Linked DNA regions of Mus musculus: regions 2 and 3 are each linked to region 1. The links are chromatin contacts, called in public Hi-C and promoter capture Hi-C maps. All regions are on one chromosome and are shown on one strand. Each heading gives the region's core, a stretch centred on a gene start, on an enhancer-like site or on the middle of the called end of the contact. The rest is flanking DNA. Distances are from core to core; before and after follow the strand shown. Region 1 overlaps Psap (prosaposin). Region 2 holds the start of Pldi (polymorphic derived intron containing). Region 3 holds the start of Unc5b (unc-5 netrin receptor B).

Evidence for each region. Promoter capture Hi-C pulls out the DNA fragments that hold promoters and counts their contacts. Hi-C and Micro-C count contacts between places; a contact is called where the count stands out from the background.
Region 2: a Hi-C map of the N1E-115 cell line shows a contact between it and region 1, with 3 times the contacts expected there. The contact joins the promoter of Pldi here to the enhancer-like site in region 1. A contact is called at or near these places in 1 of 484 Hi-C or Micro-C datasets (the N1E-115 cell line), 2 of 115 datasets of contacts at active chromatin or transcription factors (bone marrow-derived macrophages and pancreatic cancer cells) and 1 of 9 other capture datasets (embryonic stem cells).
Region 3: a contact with region 1 is called in a promoter capture Hi-C map of liver, with 3 times the contacts expected there. The contact joins the promoter of Unc5b here to the enhancer-like site in region 1. A contact is called at or near these places in 2 of 39 promoter capture datasets (hippocampal neurons and liver), 1 of 15 datasets of contacts at CTCF or cohesin (the NIH/3T3 cell line), 3 of 484 Hi-C or Micro-C datasets (cerebellar granule neurons, cerebellum and frontal cortex), 5 of 115 datasets of contacts at active chromatin or transcription factors (astrocytes, embryonic forebrain, embryonic stem cells and 2 more) and 1 of 9 other capture datasets (embryonic stem cells).

The regions. Positions count from the first base shown.
Region 1 is chr10:60,287,747-60,292,320 of GRCm38.p6, forward strand. Psap (prosaposin) reads left to right here. Exons shown (of 15, transcript NM_011179.3): 2 at 3,893-4,026. Among named protein-coding and RNA genes, the nearest start is that of Psap, 12 kb to the left of the region's middle. Within about 2 kb of position 2,430, at least 89 of the 459 cell types and tissues checked have an H3K27ac peak or open chromatin away from gene starts, as enhancers often do. A contact at or near this core is called in the N1E-115 cell line, bone marrow-derived macrophages, liver and 1 more, where this site is marked.
Region 2 is chr10:60,935,760-60,940,333 of GRCm38.p6, forward strand. Pldi (polymorphic derived intron containing) reads right to left here and starts at 2,373. Exons shown (of 3, transcript NR_033616.1): 1 at 2,171-2,373. Gm26947 (a long non-coding RNA gene) reads left to right here. Exons shown (of 4, transcript XR_001779779.2): 2 at 1-526; 3 at 619-2,203; 4 at 3,462-4,574.
Region 3 is chr10:60,829,138-60,833,711 of GRCm38.p6, forward strand. Unc5b (unc-5 netrin receptor B) reads right to left here and starts at 2,444. Exons shown (of 17, transcript NM_029770.3): 1 at 1,950-2,444. The coding sequence starts at 2,028.

The DNA.
Region 1 (4,574 bases), core at 1,180-3,679:
AAGAGACCAAGGTCTCCAGGGCATGTGACTAGAAGTGAGATCCACCTAAATTAGGGCCAGGCCATTCCAGTCAGGCTGGTGTGGCATAGGGTGCCAGTTGCTGTCCCTGGGAGATGAAGGGGTGATGGTTGTGGTGAGGTCAGGCAGTAGAAGTGTTTGTGTGTGGTTAGAGCATCTTGACACCGTCATCATTTTCATGTCCCCTGACATCAAAAGCTTTGGCTTTAAGGGTGCACACACAAGCTTGGAAGAGCAGTGGCTCACTTAAGGCTGTTTGGATAGCAAGTGACAGAGCTAGACTGGGAGACAGGTCATGTCTCTTCTGTGTCATGTCTAATTAGACGTTGCTCAGTGGTAGTGATGGGTCTAAGTCTCAATTTGAAACTTTAGATCTTTCAGGATGTCTCAAGAGTGCCTGGATCACAAAAGGTTCTGAGCAATTCTTGCTTCCCAGACTTCTGGTTTGTGTGTGTGTGTGTGTGTGTGTGTGTGTGTGTGTGTGTGTGTGTGTGTGTGTGTGTATGAGTATGTGTGGGGGAATGGTTGAGGTTGGGTGGGCAGGCAGTAGGTGTGCATGTGCCATGGTGTGAGTGTGGAGGTCAGAGGTCAACTTTTGGGGGTTTTCCTACCAAATGGGTTCCAGGCATCGGGTTCAGGTTGCCAGGCTTGGCAGCAAACACATTTTAGCCATTGTATCATCTTGGCTGAATCTTGTTAAGTAGTACCAACTAGCTTCTATAATCCCCCTGCCTCAGTCTCCCAATGACTAGACTTTCAGGTGTAAACTACTACACCTGACTTCTATGAGTGCTTTTGTTGTTGTTGTTTTTTTTAATAACACTTACATGTATAGACACAATCCACAGTGTATAAGTTGTAAGAGTCGTTCTTTCCCCAGTGGGACTAGAATACAACCCCCACCCCACCCCGTGGTTTGGCAGTAAGCACCTTTACCTGCTGAGCCATCTTACCTGGAAGTGTTTGGAGTCCTGCTTCTAGGGCTGCCGTGGAACCCGGCTCCTGACAGCTATCCTTAATACCATATAATTCTGGTGATACCTAGTTTTATTTTGGGTTATTTTGTTATTACATTATTTGCCAGGACTGAGGATTGAACCTGGTTCCCACATGTGCTAGGCATGTTTGCCGCTGAGCTGTATCAACCTTTGTAGATGCCTTCTGTTTCGTTTGAGACAGGGTCTCATCTCACTATGGCCCTGCCATTGCCTCTCAGTGCTGGGATTAAGGTTGTATCACCATGCCCAACCTTGGTTTTGTGCTTTTGAGACAGGGTTTTCTATGAGTACTAGGCTGGCTTTGTACTTAACTGCCCCAGGCTAGCCCCAGTAGTCCTTCCCCAGACTTCAGTGCTGGGATTGCAATGTTACCATTGTTATTTAGACAGAGTTTCACTTGGTAATTCTGGTTGGCCTGGAACTCTGTGTGTGTGTGTGTGTGTGTGTGTGTGTGTGTGTGTGTATGCGTGTGTATGCATGCGAGTGTATGCGTGTGTATGCCTGTGTATCAATCAAGCTGGCCTTGAGCTTACTGAGGCCTTTGGTGGCATATCTCTTCATCGCAGCTCTAAGAGAGGCTGCAGCAGGAGGACTTTGAGTTTGAAGTGAGCCCTTGCTGTATATAGAGATCTTGTCTCAGAAGACTGAAAGGGGAAGGAAAGACAACGGTCCCCACCCCCACGGGCTTTGATTCCTGGGCCAGGCCCTTGAAATGTAGAGTTTAACTTGTATGTGTGTGCTGAGTGCTCTTCATATCTACAAGGACATAGGTAACAGCAGGTTGAATCAGACCCTGCTAGGAGCTCGGGCAAACAGTCTAAGAACATTCTTAGAGGTAGCTGGCCAACTGCCGGAGAAGGAAATTGGTTTTAAGGACTGAATGTTGCAGGCTTGGAGGTCAGAACATAACTGGTCAAAAAGTGGTTTGGGTTCATTTTTTGAAAAAGATTTTTAATTTTGATTATGTATGTGTACATGACTATGGGTGCCCGTGGAGGTCAGAAGAGTTAGATCTTCCTGAAGTGAGTTACAGGTATTCAGGTCTGCTGCAAGAACAGTGTGTGGTATCAGCCATCTCTCCAGCCCTGGGTAATTATCTATTTATTGATAAATACCCTGGGGTTGGACGTCCGTGCCTAACAAGACAACCCAACTCTTTCCTTGGTGTGTCCCTTGTTGGGTTAAGGCTGGCCCTCTGATTTTAGTTAGTTGCACAGTGACCTGGGGTCTGGAACCATCCAGAACAGCTCCACTCCCCTGCCATAGGCAGGACAGCTCTGCTCCCTCGCCTGTTTGAAAACCGCCATGTGTGCCTCTATGATGTTTTCCCTGCCCTCCTATCATGTGGGTCCTGGGGTTCACCCACTGAGCCAACCCCTCCCCCACATTGTTTTCCTTTTGAGATAAGAGGCTCACAACTCAGACCATTCTCCTTCCTCTGCCTCCCTAAAGTATGGTTTCTAAGTGTGCCGCCACAGCTCAGTGCTCCCACTTCTCTTTCCAGTGGGCTGCCCTGCCGGTGTCTTTCCTTTTCACTGCCTTAGCTCTTGTGGTTAAAGTGCAGGTATGAGTCTCTGTTCTGTGCCCTCAGATCCCTAGCCACTGCTGGGATGGTGCCCGTAGGGTGGTGCACCTCTGTCTTAGGGACAGCTCACTGGGTAGTGTGCTGGGCACTGAATAAGATGCTAAGTTTGTTACCTGGATCTGGGTCAGGGTTACTTTCAGACCTCTGTCACCAGGCTAAAGCAGGCTGACTGAATGTGGTTTCCGTGTCAAGTTCCTGGAAGGCAAAACAAACACAGGGTCTGCTGTGGCTCAGGCTTGTGATTGCAGGCTATGCTCCCAGAAACCTGATGACTTTGGTCATTATAGCAAGTCCCCAGTAAAGATGGAAGTGGGCAGTGTTAGCAGTCAGTGTTAGTTAGCCTGCTTCCTGGTCTGCTGGGGTTCGAGCCTGCTGGCCTCTGGTTCCTCATGTGCCTGCTACTAGGCACCATATTTTTCCTCACTGGGGGTAGCACCAGGCAGTATGGTTTTTGTTTTGGAACATGGTTCTGTAGCTCAGGCTGGCCTGGAACCCAGGTTAGGCCTCGGGTAGTATGTATAGCTTAGCTCTTAGGAACCTTTGCCAAGTGACCCCCACCCCCATTACTCAGCCTGGGCTGGGCTGGGCTGGGCTGGGCTGGGCTGGGCTGGGCTGGGCTGGGCTGGGCTGGGCTGGGCTGGCCTCTGGGAAGTTGGGCTTGAGAACATGCTGCTTTTGTGAGTTGGGGTGCGTGTGCGCGCCTGTGCGTGTTTGTGTGGTGGCCGGCAAGGCTGGAGTACGGGCAGAAGATGCAGGACCGTGTGCCCAGCTCCTTAGTTCATTCCCTTAGTCTTTAGGAAGAGCCTGCTCATGGATGTCTGTGTGGGGTACATGTTTGTGGGATGCAAACATGGACTTCCTGGGTGTCCAAGGTGAAGCAGTGTGGCCACGGGGTTTTCATGGTTGATTGAAGCCACGTGCCTCTTGTTTTCATCAGAGGTTGGGGGCAGCATCCTGATACCTGCCAGAGTTTGGTCCTCATGCTAGCCCATCTTCTGCGTCTGATAAAAATCCTCTGTGTAGCCCAGGCTGGCCTCAAACTCACCATCCCCTGCTTCAGCCTCCTGAGTGCTACGGATTACTCCAGTCAGATTTTGAGGACTCAGAACCTGACACTAGACAGGACACGTGCCTCCTGTCAGTCCTATGACTTAGGGCAGGCTCTCCCTGGCCAGCCATTCTGCGATACAGTCTGTATTTCTTGGGCTAGGGAGACCCAGTGATCTCTCAGCCAGCAGGCAGAGCTAGTCCTTAACTCTGCGTACTTATGTATTGGGCGGTTTTCCTTTAGCTCTGACCAGCCCTGTCCAAGACCCGAAGACATGCTCTGGGGGCTCAGCAGTGCTGTGCAGAGATGTGAAGACGGCGGTGGACTGTGGGGCCGTGAAGCACTGCCAGCAGATGGTCTGGAGCAAGCCCACAGCGGTGAGTGCCCGCTCCCAGTGTCTATGCAGAGCACTTGGTCCTTGCCCCTGCCCCTGCCCCTGCCCCTGGTTGTACTCTGCTTACCTTTCCTGTCCCACAGGCACCTTGTCTCTTGGTGACCCACTCACCTGTGGGCCCTCAGGGTCTACCCCCTGTCCCGGGTGAGGGTCGTGGTGCAGGCACAGGCATACCCAGCATTCACCACTCATCTCAGGAAGTCCAGATTCCGTCTGCTCGCCTTCCCTGTCGTCCCCCCCCCCCCCCAGGCTGGCCACTGACTGACCCCTGAGACTCTGCTGTAGCCACACTGGGCAATGGCTGCTGCCTTCACCATGATGGTGATGAATGAACATGCTACTGTGGGGCTCTGAGAGGTGGAGGTTCTTCTGTGTACCTCCGAGACCAAGCAGAGAATGACGGCATTCTAGGACCCACTGGTGGGATGGACTGAGTGTGACTTAGTGGAGATTGGGTTCTGGGAGCCCAATTTTAGCAAGAGAAGAAAACTTGAATAAATATGGCCTAATGAATCACTCACCTTGTGGCTA
Region 2 (4,574 bases), core at 1,123-3,622, 650 kb after region 1:
GCTTTACCCCTGAGGTAGGATCAGTCATACTCGGTCCCCTTGACAGCTCCATGACCCTGTCTCCTTCAGAGGGGAGACGGAGCCTATGATTTAAGGTCCTTTCCAATAGAAGCAGCTGAGAGAGAAGCAGAAACTTCAGAGGCAGGAGGAGGTGTGGCCCTGAGAGGGGACACCTGAGGTGGGTAGGCATGACTTCACCCGCTCAGCATTGCCTAGCCTGCTTGTAGACAGAGCTGCCCCTTTCCTTCTTCAGCATAGCCTAGTCATGGGGATGACCGAGGCTTTGCCATTTTACCAGTGGGCCTTTGTTGGCTGAAAGAGACCTTTAGATATTCCAAGCAGTCAGATGCAACAGTGGGCCGAGGCTATTGCATTCAATCGGGCAGGTTGTTTACTGAACAGGGAACAGTGCTTTTGGCGGAGGAGCTGCTAGGAAATGAATCCAGCCTCACTGAACTGCCAACCCCGGGCTTTCCAGGATGGGACTGAATCTGCCCAGAACATAAAGACATCGTGTGGACCAGTGGTGGGTGCCTTGAGAGGGCTTTCCTATAGGGCTGCTGCCAGCCTCAGTTTCCTGCTTCATAATAATCCCTTTCCTCAAATGTATCCCTCAAGGGACATGGGACCAGTGAGCGGCAGAGAAAAATCGATAGACTACAAGCGTGCGTGGAGTGCCTGGAAGATAAGCTTTGGGACAAGGGGAGCAGAGTGCTTTCTTCATAATAGCAGTGGGGATGGAGAGGGCTCAGGGTGTCTAGTCGGGAGGGAGGGATGTGTGTGACAGCCACTTGTGGACCTTGGCGTTTAAATCTGTCCCCTCTTGCTGGCCTGATTTCTCAGGTCACCCAGTGCCTGCCCTGGCGATTGGCCCTCACGGCCTTCAATGATTCCTGTTCATCTCCCTCCACCGGATCAATCACAGACCCACAAACCCTTCTTCAGTGCAAAGCCTGTGAATGTGCAGCTTAGGTCCAAGCCTGGCTCCATCCCCACACTTGTCTCTGCTCAGCATCCCTTCCAGACTTCCATTTCCAAGCATGGTCCTGCCTGTGCTGCCGGGGCCAGCCCGCCCCTCTGGATGGTGCAGCCTGGAGTCATACACAAGCACCTGCAGATTCCCCTACCCCCCACCTCCTCTCTGAAGGAGCCCAGATAAAACAGAGCTAATCCACCCCGGGAGAAGGGCTCTGTGCCTGCGGGGACCCAGGCACAAATTGGGATGTCCTGCCGCATTACTTCTGCTGAGCTGGACATCAACATCTCACCTCCGCACCCAGGCAAGCCGGGGACAGCCAAGGGAGTGGAAAGGCGGTGGGGGAAGGGACCAAGCAGCCACCAGGCCTCCATCAAAGGCGATGGAGAGAGAGCAGCCCAGCCAGAGAGGATTTTTAATGACCCCAAATCCTGGCACCTCATTATGACTCTGATAAGGTGATGGGGCTGTCACTTCCAGATGCAGCCAAGGGCTCCCCAGAGAAATTTTCCTGCCTTCCTGCTAATCTTCTTATAAACATTGTTATTTATTTTCCCTTATTTTATCCGACATGTGTCAAGCAGCCCCTGCTAAGCCTGTGACATCTCCAGGGAGACCAGAGGAGGTTGGCCTGTCACTCCCCCAGTCCTGCCCCCTTCCCAGGCCCTATTCTCTAGCCCAACACATGGGGGCCTGGACGGATAATTTTCCGATGTCTCTAAGAGTTTGGACTGGGCCAGAACTGGGCAACTGGGATCTAGGTGTTGAGTTAGCAGGTCACAGGCCATGCCAACCGGGGCTGGTTCCAAAGGAAATGTGTGTGTGTCGTGGACAGTATAGTTCGTCAACCAGCTGCTCTTGAAGCCTCAAGCTTGCTCTGGGTGTTCTTGGCTAATACCCAGAGTGGCCATCGATGTGTGTGGCTCTGACAGAGGCTGCCCTGTCTTAGGCACTGTAGTAAGCATTCCAGTCTCCCGTTGTTCCTCAGCAAGGAAAGCAAAGGCCAGGGAGGGGAGACTGTACACGCAGGCTTGGCAGCCCAGGCTGCAGAGGGGCTGCTCTGCTCACTCTGGCTTTTTCTCTGGTGCTCGATGCAGGGCCAGTGTTGTGTTTCCTTCACAATTCCCAGGGACCATCTCCCTCCAACCCTCCATGAACCCAGGACAGGAGTAAAGCCCAGTATCTGCATTCTACCTTTAGTGCATGGAAACAGGCCAAGAAGAGAAGGTATGTGGGTCTCTCAGGGTCACACTGCCAGGGCAAGAATCCAGGTCTGAGATCTCTCTGGAAGGCTTAGGGACAGTTGCTAGAGAGTGCCACCAGGAATCTGTCTGGTGTTTTGTGGTGTTGGGCTTCAACAGGACTTCTGCCCTCTGTGTTGCTCCGTAGCCTGTGGTGATGCTGGAAGGCCTCAGAACTTCCATAAGACATGGAACATTCTAGAACAGTGGTTCTCAACCAGCAGGTCGTGACTGCTTGGCAAACCTCTATCTCCAAAAATATCCACATCGAGATTCATAAAAGTAGCAAAAGTACAGTTATGAAGTAGCAATGAAAATAATTTAATGGTTGGGGGTGGGGGCTCAGCATTGGATGAGGAACTGTAGTACAGTGGAACCCTAATGGTGGAACCATTAGGGAGGTTGAGAACCACTATTTTAGAAGGTCTACAACCCCAGCCTACCCTCAATGTTTGTGCTACATACACACATCCCCTTCGGAACCAGGTCTGGTTGGCAACAGTCTGTGATGTAATTCAATATGACCCCAGCAGCGTTCTGGCTGGCTCACAGTGGGGCTCTGGTCTTGCTGTTGCGGATGGTAGCAAGTACAGTAGTTCCTTGTCTTGTTGCTGTGTTAAAATGCCTGGCACAAGCAGTTCCAGGAGGCAAGGCATTATCTTGGCCCACTGCTGCAGAGGACAGGCTGTCACAGCAGGAAAGGCAAGGTGGCTGAAGGGTGGCGTGGTTGGTCACAATCAGGAAGCTGAGAGACATGCTTGCTGCTATCCAGACCGCTTCCTCTTCTCATTCACGACGCCATCCAAGTATTAGTGTTACTCATGTCTAGGGTAGATCCTCCAACTGCAACGAACCCCATCTGGAAACCCCTCAAACACATGCCAGTAGGGTATGTAATACCTAGAACAAACCTGTAAGCCCCACCTGCCCAAGGAGCAGGTAACCTCCTGGAATGCTGGGAGTTGTAGTTCTTGATAACAAAAGCCTCATGGGAAAGTACGGAGGCCTATAAGTTTGTCTTTGTAACCACCACCACACGTAGGTTTGTGGCCGCCGCTGCCACCACCACGTGTCTCAGGACGATTCAGCTGGGAAATTCCAGAGAGTAGTTTTGACCAAAGTCCTTCTCTTAGTCAGTATTTAATATTTAATAAAGATTTGGACTAATTTAATAAAAAATTGCCCCAAAATGGTGGAATTGGTTTTTGTCGGGTGAATCTCAGGATTAATCATTTATTTCCTAGGTGATTCTGACAGAATTAGCCTTCCCCGTGACTAACGCTCACCGAGTTTTAGGGAGCCTCCTCACAAAGGATCTGGCACCCCATTCTACAGATGAAGCAACTGAGGCCTTTAGAGATGTGCCATCCACCCATAGTCACAAGGCATCAGCGACAGAGCAGCCTGGACCCTGTGACCACAGTCCCCACACAGCCAGAGTCACAAGAAATTGCCATGACTTCTGGCCTTCACCTATGTTCACCCTCTCCAGTTCAAAAACGGGGACACTGCCAAGGAAAAGGTGCTGTGCCTTTTACGCACCTTTATGACAACACCCATGCTTCTGATACCCTCTCTCCAGGCTCAAGAGTCTCTGAGGCTGCTTAGAAGTAAAGGAAAATGTCAAGAATATTAAATTCATAATTGAGTAAGACCTGGGGAAAATCGTTAAGTCAGTTTCGTATTTCCCAAGTGGTTCATCGACATTTTGAAGACATGTCAAATTCTTTGGCCTGAACTTTCTCTGTGTGCAGATAAAGAGAGAGATGTCTAGCTGGGCGTGGTGGTGTATGTCTCCAATCCCAGCGCTTGGGGAAGCTGAGGCAGGAGCATTGCGTGGAGTTCAAGGTCAGCCTGGGGGCTACAGAGTGAGGGTATGGGATAACTGTACCAAGGCCGACTGGGAGGAGCACTGTAGTGCCAGCGATAGAGTCTGACACCCTGTCACACCATGATGTTGGGAGGGTCATCCCAGGCTAAGAATCCAAGACACAGGTGAGCTTTCACAGATGTGTGCGGTTGCAGGGGTCAAGGAATCTGCTCACTTGACTGTGCCTCGTGCCAATTCCCTTGCAGATACAGAGGCCTAGGTACCTTTGTAGCATAAAATTGTATTCTTGAGGTTGACCTCAAACTCGGGATCCTCTTGCTGCAGCTTCCTGGATGCTGGGACTCCGGGTATGTGCAGACCCCACAGTAAGGATGGCTTTGAGCAGAGTCTGTGGAAGGCACTGAATACAATGAGTGAGACCCTGAGGCTAAGCCCTTGCACAGCCTCCAAAGGCTCCCAAGGAGTTTATTGTCACCATGGAGATTCCAGTGCAAGTCTACAACTTCAGGAGGCAAAAGAAGTGTGA
Region 3 (4,574 bases), core at 1,194-3,693, 540 kb after region 1:
GGGAGTCACTGGAAAAACCCAAAGAGCAATGGAGTAGAAAGATGCTTCGTGCCTGTGGCATTGAGGAAAGCAGGCCGTGTGGGCATGCTCTCCATTCAGAAGGTAGGTTCCTAAGGGAGGCATATTCTGGGCAAAGGAAGGCTGCAGGCAGACCCCAGCAGCTGGCCCTTCTCCAGACTAGTGGGCAGGAGGCCCCCGCCGTGCTCTGTAATGAACACAATTCCAACACCGCTTCTGCTCACTGGTGAGAAATCAAAGCTGGGTATTAGAGACCATTTCTGACTGGGCACTGTTCATACCCAAATCCATCAAAGCCCTGGGCCTGGGGTTTCTTCCGGGGTAGACGGGGGCTGAATGCTTTGTTAAGCAGAAAATGCAGGCCCTCTCCAGCATTCCTGGCCCAGCCCACCCACCTGGAGAACTCTGGGCCCAGCAGTCCTATTTTTCTCCAAATGGAGCCCCATCCCCAGTAACCCTGGTATCTATTCCTGACCCCACTACCCTGCTGATAAATATGGGGAAAAATGTTTCCCAAGATGCAACCTGGCCCACGTACTATTTCCAAAGACTTCACTCTAGCCTCCAATCATCCCCAGACACTCTTAAACAGAAACTAACAATCCTGGCCATCCCACACCTAAGTGCACCCTTTAAAACAAGGCTGGTCGTTTAGCGTGCCTCCTCCCCTTCTCCATCATTACCTTCCAACTTCAAAACACTGCTTTAAATACCCGAGTCTGCCCAAATCATAATTAACTCGGATCAAATGATTGAGTGTTGTAACTTTACAGCACAAAGCTTGGGGAGAAATAAAAAGTGGGGGGATGTGTTAAAAGCAAGCTCCGGCCGTGGGAAACGTTCGTTACAGAGGAGGGACCTTTAGCTCTTGAAGAAAGAGAGGTGGGGAGGAGAGAGAGAGGATGCCATCATCACTGAGGGTGGTGGGGTGTGTGTCAACTCAATACTTTCTGCTAGTTTCCTTTTCCCATTCTTAGCCTTTGCTCAGGGAGGTCTTTGTCTAGGGTGGCCCTCCAGCCCCCGCACCAGCTTCGGGAGTCGATTCACCCTAACGGCAGTTCACCTGCTTGGGTACCAGAGAGGTTGGTGCGAGTGTCTACTTTTCCTTCCAAGGAAGACGCAGCCCACTTTGCAACGCCCAGCCGAGCTACTACAGAGCCAGCAAGACACTTCCATCTTCGCGATGAGAGGAGAATCGGGGACTTTATAAACTTAGGAGTCCACCAAACCCTCTTAAGAGCATCTTTACTGGGTCCAGGTGCAGTGCAGAGGCGAGCTCACCTGGACACTGAGAATACCAATAACCTATTGAAAATAGGCAAAGTCGAAAGGAGATACATTACGCCCCTCCACTCTCTGCCAACACTCACCCCCAAACAATCCACCAACCACGAAACCTTTTCATACCCGCCCGCGCCGCACCTCCGGAGATCACGGTGTACAGGAGTCGGCCCCTCCCCCTTCAGTAGCTTAAAGCCTTCGGGCCTCGGCTCCCCAAAGGCCGAGAAGAAGCGCTTCCAGGGTTCCGCAGTATCCTGCTCTCTGTCCGCGACCCTCAGAATGCTGCGCGTGCAGCCCGCGGGAGCCTGTACTCAGACCTAAGTTGCAGGCGAACCGCAGAGAACACACACCTGGCCCTGGCAGTGACAGTTTTTCCGTGATAGTCAGGGGTCACTTGGAAGTGAATCAGACCCCATTCCACGGGAAGCAACTATCCCTTGGAGGCAGGAGCAGGGAGCTTCGAGCTTACGTGGCACCCCAGGTGGCCACGCGTCGCCCCCTCTCCCGAGCACCGAAGCTGCCTTTTAACTTGGACGCGTCCACGGCGTTCTCGGAGCGCAGTGACTCCGCCAAGAACCACCCGAACTTGCAGTTGGACGCTGAGACGCGCCAGGACCGCATCCCTGTGTTCCACTCCCTCTCGCACCTACCTGCTAGGCTCGGTGTCGGATCCCAGCAAAGCAGCAGCGCCAGCAGCAGCGCGCTCCGCACCCCGCTCCGGGCCCTCATGCTCCTGTCCCCCGGCCCGGGCGCCTCTCCCTCGGGGTTCTTTCCCGGTCCCCAGCCTCGCCGCCTTCGCCTTCGCCGCCGCCTCGCCGTTCTCGCAGGCGCCCGGCAGCGCCAGCCCGTGCCCTCCGTAGGCGCAGAGGCAACCGCGCAGCGCCGGGAGGCCGCCCGGCGACTAGGAGCGCTCCGGGAGTCGGACGCCGCTGGGGATCCCGGCTCTGGTGCGCCCTTTCCGCGCTCTCCCGCTGCGAGCGCCGTCCGCGCCCTGCTCCGAAGTTGTGCGATCCCAGTGGAGTGCGCTCAGCGGCGCTCGTAGCGGCCGCGCCGCGAAGTCTGTCCGAGTGGGGTGTGTGCTTCCCTCTGCGCCCTGCCGCTCCCCGCGGCTCCGCGCCCTCGCCCGCCCTGCCGCCGGCCACAATGCCCAGCGCCGCCGCGCGCTCGCCCTAGAGTCAGCGGGCCGGGGCGGGGCCTCACGCGATAGAAGGCGGGGCCTGGAGGACGGGGGCGGAGCCACGGGGCCCAGCGAGGGGGGGTACCCTACCGCTGTGTAGGCGCGGCCGAGTTGGGGCCTTATCAGAGGGGATCCTTGAAGAACGCAGGATCCAAAGCACCGGAAAACCGGTCCGCTGAAAGCGGCGGAGTCTACCGGATTTTCTTTCCAAAAATAAAGGAAATAAACATTCGTACACTTCTTAGCTTGGGTGTGAATCAGCTTTCGCTTTTGATTCGGTCTCAAAAGGGGATGGGGGTGTTTAAGAAAAAATGTCAAACACTCAAGTCCTGGTGGAGCGGGGGATGTAGTTGGGGAGTTCCAGCTGTGGATATTTGGGCATGAGTTAGGATCGTGATTGGTTCTGTTTTTCTCCTCGACCCAGGACAGAACTCTTTACGTGGGATCCGGAAGGATGGCTCATCCTAGGATATGGTGAACCAGTCCAATTGAATAAAAGGACGTGTGTGGGGAGGGAACCTGCTGCTGTGTTTTGCTCCGAGCACAAACTTGGTTCTGGTTCTGCTCCTTAAGCGCGTGACCTTGAAGGAGCTGCTTAGCTGTCTCCATCACTGTCACCTGTGAAATGGGGAAGAATGATGTTAGCTGTCTCATAAGGGGTTGAGGAGCAGAATGTGGGAAATAGGTAGAAAGTGGGGGCACAAATGGTGGCATCCCTTCCCAAGGTTCTTGAAGGAAGTCCTTGTCACCCAGAGGTGGGCCCATAAGCTTACGTGACCAGAGGAGACTTGGGAGATGTCTGTGCATCCGCTCACAGGAAGCTCACAGCACTTCCATGTGGGAGCCCACTAACGGGCTAATTCCATAATGCTATAAAGAAGCAGCCCCTACCCCTTATCTGCTGACCTCCTAAGCTTTTCCTCTTTGCAGATCTGGATCAGCCCTCTTCTTCAGGAAGAGAGCAGCCTAGCCAGGTTCTGAAGTCGGGTAGGAGGGTAGAAGGGTGGGAGGGTGGGAGGTATCCAAAAGAACCTAGTATTCCCAAGTTTTTCCTAGATTGGAGAAGAAAGGTTTGGGAGCCATAGTTGCTGACTAAGAGGTTGGTGGTGTGAGGGCAGAGAAGCAAGAAGATCCATGCTAGCTGTGTTTGGGGGAGAGGGAGGCAATGAAAGCGGGATTTCTCGACACCCCCTCTATCCCAACTCCACAAAATGAAGACTGGAGATCTATAGAAGGCTGTGGCTATAGGTGACGCCCCACATCATGGCTGGCCACCCAGGCCCAGTAGGGTGAATCCGGGTGGAGTGAACGCCCAAGGCAGGACTTTGGTTTCTGTGGGCAAAGGTAAACGGGCTATTTTTATCCTGGCCTGGAACAGCATGAGCAACAGCAGTGGCTGAGCACACCCAGCCTGTTCCACCCATTCCAGACCGCAAGCACGCAGCGATACACGCCCCTCGGACAGTTACACATACCTGCAAAGGAACACACAAGTAAATACACAACAGAGACGCACAGGTGCAAGATGACCTTTCCTGAAACACCCTGTGTACAAACAGACATCCACCTAGAAAAACACCCATAGACCAAAGCCTGTGAGATTAAAAACCCCAAACATAGCTCCAGGCGCACACACAGAGACATCTGACTGGAAAGGCAAACAGGTATTTGGATATTTAAAGACTGGCAGGAAACACCCGCCTGGGATGCCTGGGTACCAACACTCACATCCCATGTTCAGACCGGAGACCCGGTCGATGAGGTCAAGGGTGCTGTGCCTGAGAGCTCAGTGGATGCCTCAGGTTCACACTCCCCCACTGGGATAGAAAGTGTTTTTCTTTAGACATTGCTTAATTCCTTCTGGGGTGAAAGGGGTGCAAGAATATTAAGTATTTCCCTTCTTCCTACCTAGCCCCTACCCACCCTTCAGTCTGGAAGTTCTATTTTAAAAAAGCAAAGGCGACTTTATTCTAATTAACTCACAAATAAAAGCATCACACAGCTAGCTCACGGCAGCCACTCTAACCCTTGCGCCATTGCTTCTGGGCTCTATCTGTCTCTGTGAACATCTCTGTATTTAGAATGTCCAGTCTGAGGC